2 separate regions of the Mus musculus genome follow, and region 1 is linked to region 2. A link is a contact called in public promoter capture Hi-C data. All regions are on one chromosome and are shown on one strand. The core of a region is the stretch at or near the end of the contact, and the rest is flanking DNA. Distances in the headings are between cores, read along the strand shown.

Region 1 (3,902 bases), core at 866-3,365, 280 kb before region 2:
CCTAAGTGCTGGTATTTCACGTGTGTACATCCGTGCCCGGACAGTAGATTATTATGTAGGACAGGGGAAAGAAAAAGAATCAATCAAAATTCTTGTTTAGTGCTTTGTTTTCCAGCAGATGAGTCAGCTTTCGAATCTTGCTTGTTCCCCATGTACCTCTCTCTAGAACTCAGTTCTTCAGGCGGTGGGGTTTCAAAACCAGTGTCTTTGCAGCTTTAGAGTTTTTGTTTGTTTGTTTGTTTGTTTGGGGATTTGTTTGTTTGTTTGATTGATTGATTCTCATTACATATAAAATGTAACTATGAAAAAGAGTAGCCAGTCTTAGTGGCTTACATCTTTAGTCCCAGCACTTGGGACTCAGGGGCAGGTGAATCACTGGGAGACTGAGCCAGCCTGCTTTACGTAGTGAATTCGAGGAGAGTCAGAGCTGTACAGTGAGACCCTGTCTCAAAAAAACAACTAAGAAAAAAAGAATAAATGAAAATCGAATATAGTCTAATACAATAAGCCTTTAGCACTTTGGGGTGAGTGTTTTCAGACTCATTTCTTTATGTATCAATATATGTCTATAACCATATATCTACCAAAAATTTTAAAAGTTTTTTACTCCTTTTGAATCCTACCCCTCCCTACCCACCAAACTTTCTCCTCTCTCTCTCTCTCCCTCTCTCCCTCCCTCTCTCTCAACACTAAAGAAACACAAAAACACAAATAAAAGCAAGAAAGTAACAAACAAACAAATAAATGAGACAATAATAAATGCCAAAACAAAATGAAATTTTACACACACACTCACACCATAGAGTTAATTGTATTGGCCAACTACTCCTGGCCATGGAGCCTACACTCCATTCTTTTTAAAAAGATTTATTTTATTTTATTTTATTTTATTTTATTTTATTTTATGTATACGAGCACATTGTCACTGTCTTCAGAAACAGAAGAGGGCATCTGATCTCGTTACAAATGGTTGTGAGCCACCATGTGGCTGCTGGGAATTGAACTCAGAACCTCTGGAAAAGCTGCTAGTATTCTTAACCCCTGAGCCATCTCTCCAGCCCTACAACCCGTTTAAAAAAAGTTATTTTCCCCTTTTCAAGTAGGTATCTACTGCAAATAGCTTCTTAGTTAGGGATGGGACCCTGTGTCTACTTTTCTCGAGCCTGAGTTCTTTTCAGAGATGTACACTTAGTTGAAGCCAGGATCCTTGACTTTGACAAAGAAAAAAAATTTTTTTAAAGATTTATTTATTTATCATATGTAAGTACACTGTAGCTGTCTTCAGACACGCCAGAAGAGGACATCAGATCTTGTTACAGATGGTTGTGAGCCACCATGTGGTTTCTAGGATTTGTACTCAGGACCTTCGGAAGAGCACTTAGTGCTCTTAACCACTGGGCCATCTCTCCAGTCCCAAAACAATTTCAAGACAAGTCAGTACGAGGCTGAGGTGGAGTTTTTGAGAAGAGACCTTAGCCTAGATTTTAATACAGAGGTTAATAGAGACACTTCAGGAAAGGTTCAAACACACCCGGGGTGAGTGTGTGGACTTCTCCAGAGAGTCACGTTTCAGTGTCTTTACAATAGTCTTGTGTATAGTCTACCTTGGATGATATAAAGTAGTTCATAGAACAGATGTGATCACAGCTGGAGTAAAGCCCTGGGTCACAGGTTGCAGGAAAAGTTAAGGTGTTCGTTTGGTTTTGTTACTGTAAATGAAGAGATCATGTTTGTAAGATTCCAGAAAGATCCAGGTCCGTATCTGGGGAAGGAGCAAGGCTATACACCGGGTCGTTCGTGTTGTTCTAGCTCAGCATTCTTATTTGAAATAGCTCTGTCTGAAAGGGATCCAACAGCGTAGCAATTTGGCAAAAGAGTGTCCAGTGTCATGGTGCCACAAGCTCAAACTTAACAGAGCATGCCCGTGTCTTCCTTCAGGAGCACAGCTGGGAGGACTCAGGTGCTGTCTGACTTGACATGGTAGGAAGATGGGCCATAACACCTGGACTTAAACTTCCAAGGGTCACTGGGTCACTTTCCTGTCCAGGTCCAGGATGACTGTGTCCTGTCTCACTGAGACACAGCAGGAGCCTCCCTGTTTGCCCTGCTACAGGTCCGGCCAACAGGAAGTGTGCTGGAGGCCACCCCAGCTCTTATCTTCTGTTCATCTTTGCCGGGTTGCTGTGAGAGTTACAATTGCTTGTTTCTGCTTCTTTGGAAGTGCTGATAAGATGGAACAGAATAAATCAAATCAAACTTGCACATTTCCTGGCTAGGGAAGCAAAAGCCAAGGATGGCCTTGGAAGGGCTCCCAGATTTTTATTTTTCTACTTCTTCAGATTTTATTTTTTCCCCTAGGTAAATTTTCCTTTGTTAAAAAGAATATGCTAAAATATCTGTCATATCAAGTTTATATTGTTATCAAGGTGTTGGAAATGGAAGCTGGAGTCCCATGCATGCAAGGCAAATGCTCTGTGACTAAGCTGTGTCCCAGCCCCTTTTTGTGGCGTGGGTGAGCTGTCCTTCTCACCATCCATTGCCACAAGCCCTTCATCATCACTAGGAAATGCTGAAGGAGGGCTTGCTCCCTCCTTTCCTTCTGTCCTCACTTCCTTCTGTCTCTGGTTTTGTAAGACAGAGTCCAGGCTGGTGGTAAACTCTCTAGTAACTGAGGATGGCCTTGAACTTCCAATATTCTCACCTTCACCTCCTGGCTGCTAGTATCACAGCTGTGATAACACTGGTCAGTTGTGCCAGGCTAGAGATCACACTCAGAGTGTTTTGTTCAGTAGGCAAGCACTTTACCAGTGAGCTGTGCCCCCAGCTCTAAAAACATACCATGATTCCTTTATGGGTCTTACCTGATCAACTGCATCTCAGGAAACAGCCACTGATATCACTTGATGCTGTGGGGTGGGGTGGGGGCATTTATCAGGTGAGAGTACTTGCCATTGAGCCTGGAAACTAGTGTTCAGTCTCTGGGGATCACATGATGGAGAGAGAATATCAACTGCTGGAAATTGTCCTCTGACCTCCAGAGACCTGTGTGTCACAATGTGTGCACGCACGCGCTCACACACACACACACACACACACACACACACACACACACTGAAGTAAAAAAGAGGTTCCTTAGCAGCTCTTTTACATGTAACAACCACCAATAATCATATGGGGTGGGGGCAGAGGAGGACTTCCTGGTTCCCTCATTCTCTGCCTCACTCTCTTGAGGCAGAATCTCACCTTGAATCTAGGCTGGCAGCCAGCAAGTCCCAGCCATCCTCCTGTCTCCACACCTCACAGTCAGATTACCCCAGTGAAATCATGCCTAGCTTTTTATACCTGTGTTGGAGATTCGTACTCAGGTTCTTGTGCCTAAGCAGCAAGTACTCTGCCCACTCAGCCATTTCCCCAGCCCCTGAAATATTTTCTTGCTGTACTCCAACCCTTTGATTCATCTTGACAGCGTTTCTGTTGCAAAGTCAAGACTCCTGCCTGAGTGGAGAACTCTGAGATCTACATGGGCTGCAAATGACAGTGTAGAGCAGTGTCTCCACCCAGTGTCCTATAACTGCCAACACCCAGAACCCACCACTCTGGCATTCCACACCCCTTTGTTTTTGGCTTACAACATAGACCCCCTTAGGAAGCTGGTTTAGCTGACCCCTGACCTAGGTGGAGTCACGCCTAGGTCTAGACTCAGCCTCTATTTTACTGTGTGGTCTTCCATCCCTACAAGCATCCACAAGATGCATAGATATTTCATCCCCATTTGTGAGCAAGAAAACCAGCACAGAAACCAACTCAACAGCTTGGGTCTAAGATCCTGATCCCCTTAAAAGTGAGACTGGAGATTCTACCACAGTGGCTGTCCTAGCACCATAGACAGACTGAAGCAGGTG
Region 2 (4,233 bases), core at 205-2,704:
GCTCCAGGAAGCAGCACTTCAGCAGCCTCTGCTTCAGTTCCTGCCTCCAGGTTCCTGCCTTGAGCTCCTGCCCTGACTTCCTTAATGATGGACAGCGGCTTGGAAGTGTGAGTCAAATAAAGCCTTCTCTTCCCAAGTTCCTTTTGATCAGAACGTTTTACAGCAACAGAAAGCAAACTGGAGACAGAGGTCAACATGAGGGCTATGAGGTGTTGCTGTGAGGGCCTAACCACGTTGTTTTGGGAGGACTGTGGCAGCGTTTGAAGCTTTAGGCTAGAAAAGCCATTGAGTGCTCAGAGCTTACATGGCTGTTCTGTGGAGGCTTGGAAGGAGAACATGGAGAGAAATGCAGATGATGGAGGCCTGGTCTGTGACGTTTCAGAAGGACAACTAGTGGGGTTATTCTTGTGGTATATTTGAATTAAGACTATGGTTTCTGGTCAGCTGGAGATGAAGCATCAGCTTTGACTAAGACACTAGCCCTGGGGACTGGAGAGATGGCTCAGCAGTTAAGAGCCCCGATTGCTCTTCCGAAGGTCATGAGTTCGAATCCCAGCAACCACATGATGGCTCACAACCATCTGTTATGAGATCTGATACCCTCTTCTGGGGTGTCTGAAGACAGCTACAGCAAGGCAATGGGGCCAGAGTGAGAAGGAAAAAAAAAGTGTCTGAAGACAGCTGCAGTGTACTTAACATATAATAAATAAATTAAAAAAAAAAAAGAGAGAGACTAGCCCTGCTGAAGTGAAACCTTTGGGACACTGGTCAGCTGAAGCTGAGAAATTAGCGTCAATTAAGAAACCTACACCATGGTCTACAGAGTGAGTTCCAGGACAGCCAGGGCTACACAGAGAATCCCTGTCTCGAAAAAACAAAAACAAAAACAAAAACAAAACAAAAAAAAAAGCGGGGCGTGGTGGCGCACGCCTTTAATCCCAGCACTCGGGAGGCAGAGGCAGGCAGATTTCTGAGTTCGAAGCCAGCCTGGTCTACAGAGTGAGTTCCAGGACAGCCAGGGCTATACAGAGAAACCCTGTCTCGAAAAACCAAAACAACAAAAAACCAAAACAAAACAAAACAAAAAAAAGAAACCATTAACCAGCAAAACTCTTCCAGGAGGCTATAGTCCAGAGGGTTCAAGGCTACATCTCAAACTGGCAGCCAAACTTGGTAATGTATAAGAGTAGGCCACAGAGTACTGGTTTGGGGGATATGTAAGCTGCAGGACTGAAGGAGTCATGGGGAGAAGTTGAGCCTTGGCACCATGTGGCAGGGTCAGCGTCTCTGCAGAGAAACCAGGAGACCATTAGTGAGGGTCAGCCTCACTTGTAGTGAATGCCTTAGCATACTGGAGATGCCAGGACCACAGGATGACCAGCAAGGACAACGCAACTGTGATGTGGAGCTGGCCAGCGCCTACGAGAAGGCCTATGTGTGCTGTGGAGGGCAGAGATGGAGAGGTGGAGCTGTGTAAGGCCTTTGGAGTCCAAAGATCATGAGTGAGCAGACCTTGGGCAATGAGCTACAGGATTTAATTTATACTGCTTGATGTCGGTTTTGCTTTGATCTAATTGTAACTGTGCCCTGGTTCCTCCCTCTTGGAATGAGTATGTAACTTTCATTTTACAGGAGCCTAAAGTTGAAAGACTTTGAACTTTCAAAGAATTATTGGATTTTTTAAAAAGAACTTGGACTTTTAAAGTATTGGCATTTTTAAAGACTGTGGAGCTTTTAACTCTGTATTGATTTTGACCTTGTGATATTAACCTGTGATCTTGGAGATAAACAGAGAAGGGAAGTTTATGGCTTAATAGTGATATCTTCATGTATCAGAATGACAAAGCATCAATTATACTGGTTAGCTTTTGTCAACTTTATAAAAGCTGGGAAGAGGGAACCTCAATTGAGAAAATGCCTCCATCAGACTGGCCTGTAGGGTATTTTCACAAGTCTGTGAGGGTATTTTATTGATTAGTAATTGATATGGAAGGGACCAGCCCACTGTGGGTGGTGTCATCCCTAGCCAGGAGGTCTAATGGTTTCTTATAAAAACCAGGAAAACAACCAACCAAACAAAAAAAAAAAAAACAACAAAGCTGGGCGTGGTGGTGCATGCCTTTAATCCCAGCATTTGGGAGGCAGAGGCAGGTGGATTTCTGAGTTCGAGGCCAGCCTGGTCTACAGAGTGAGTTCCAGGACAGCCAAGGCTACACAGAGAAACCCTGTCTCGAAAAAATATATAAATAAATAAAAATTTAAAATAAAAGAAAGCCAGGGGAGTCACCAAGTAAGCAATGTTCCTCAACGGCTCTGTTCTACTTCCTGCCTCCAGGTTCCTGCCTTGACCTCCTGTCCTCAGTGATGAAGGTTAACAAGGAAGCACAAGCCAGCCCCAAGTGGCTTTTGTTTTGTTTTCTAAATTAATTATCTATTTTATGTGAGTACACTGTAGCTGTCTTCAGACACACCAGAAGAGGGCATCAGATCTTATTACAGATGGTTGTGAGACACCATGTGGTTGCTGGGATTTGAACTCAGGACCAGTCAGTGCTCCTAACCGCTGAGCCATCTCTCCACCCCCACCTGCTAAGTGGCTTTTGGTTAGATGTCTTAGCATGGCAATAGGAAACAAGCTAGAAATTTACACACTAAAAACTGTAAGTGGGTGGAGTCGGGGATGCTGGGGGAGGGGAGGGGAAACTGCAGCCAGAATGCAATATACGAGAGAAGAATAAAAAACAAAACAATGAGGTGATTGCCTGAAACCAAAGCACTTGAGAGGTGTGGGCGGAAGGACTGAGAATCTGGGGTCAGCCTGAGCTACATAATTGAACTCTGTCTCAAAACAATTTTATTTTTATCTTTATTTGTGGGTTTTTTTAAAAATACAGTCTCTCTATTATGTAGTTTGTAGTTCTGGTTGCCTCTGAACTCACTATGTAGGCTAGATTGGTCTTTAATTCACAAAGATATAGCTGCCTCTGCTTCCCGAGTGCTGGGATTAAAAGTGTGCACTACTACACCTGGCTGTCCTGGAACTTGCTCTGTAGACCAGGCTCCACATCCGGGGACAGAAAAAAAAAAAAAAATATATATATATATATATAATTGTTCTATGTGTATGTGTGTGCACCTCATGGCTAGAAGAGGATACTGAATCCCTTGTGACTAGAGTTACAGAGAGTTGCAAGCTGCCTGACAGGTGCTGGGAACCAAATCCAGGTCCTCTGCAACAGCAGCCAGTGCTTTTCAGCATGGAGCCAGCTTTCCAACATCTTCCAACATCTCAAAAAAGATTCTTGATAAATAAAGAGAAAAAAGGCTGATGAAGCCAGGCAGTGGTGGTGGTGCGCACCTTTAATCCCAGCACTTGGGAGGCAGAGGCAGGAGGATTTCTGAGTTCGAGGCCAGCCTGGTCTATAGAGTGAGTTCTAGGACAGCCAGGGCTACACAGAGAAACCCTGTCTCGAAAAAACCAAAACCAAACCAAACCAAACCAAACCAAAAATCTTAAAAAAAAAAAAAAAAAAAAGGCTGGTGAGATGTTTCAGTGGTTAAGAGCACTGACCGGCCTTCCAGAGGTCATGAGTTCAAATCCCAGCAACCACATGGTGGCTCACAACCATTCCTAATGAGAAACAAAACAAAAAACAAAAAAACTATGGGCCAGAGCAAATGGGGCTGGAGCAAGAGGGGCCTGGAGCAAGTGGGGAGGGGGAAGAAAAATAAATAAAGAGATGGGGGTGGGGGAGAGAACAAGCTACAAAATATTGCTGAGAAAATGGACGGGGAGGAAATCCCCAAAAGAAATACACCATATACCCAGCTGCTCCAGTTTCCCTAGAGAATTCCACGCACGCATTCAAAGCTGGGCATGGGGGCTCACATCTGTAATGTAAGCACCTGGGAAGGCGAGGCAGAAGGATCAGGAGTTCGAGGTCAGACTCGGCTATCGAGCAAGTTCTAGGTCATCCACGTCAGAATCTGTCCCACAGAAACCAAACCAAGGGGAAAGGGAGCTGGGAAGAGTGATGGGCCGAACTGTATTCTTCCTGCTAAAATCCATGTTAGTCATAACCCTCAGTACCAAAGAGTATGAGACAGAGCCGCAGAGACACAAATACACAGCTATATTTGGAGATAAAGTTGAATGAGGTTACAGGGTGGTCCGTCAGCCAACTGACTGGTGTGCTTGCTGTAAGGAGAGATTAGGATTCAGGGAAGTCCCCA

What was found. Promoter capture Hi-C pulls out the DNA fragments that hold promoters and counts their contacts.
Region 1: a contact with region 2 is called in a promoter capture Hi-C map of liver, with 2.0 times the contacts expected there. The contact joins two enhancer-like sites. A contact is called at or near these places in 1 of 39 promoter capture datasets (liver) and 1 of 9 other capture datasets (embryonic stem cells).

Annotation. Positions count from the first base shown.
Region 1 is chr16:18,716,469-18,720,370 of GRCm38.p6, reverse strand. Gm41429 (a long non-coding RNA gene) reads right to left here. Exons shown (of 3, transcript XR_875944.2): 2 at 2,862-2,978; 3 at 1,377-2,223. Among named protein-coding and RNA genes, the nearest start is that of Gm41428, 13 kb to the left of the region's middle. Within about 2 kb of position 2,115, at least 7 of the 459 cell types and tissues checked have an H3K27ac peak or open chromatin away from gene starts, as enhancers often do. A contact at or near this core is called in liver, where this site is marked.
Region 2 is chr16:18,430,957-18,435,189 of GRCm38.p6, reverse strand. The region is part of intron 2 of Txnrd2 (thioredoxin reductase 2); the gene reads right to left. Among named protein-coding and RNA genes, the nearest start is that of Comt, 6.4 kb to the right of the region's middle. Within about 2 kb of position 1,454, at least 14 of the 459 cell types and tissues checked have an H3K27ac peak or open chromatin away from gene starts, as enhancers often do. A contact at or near this core is called in liver, where this site is marked.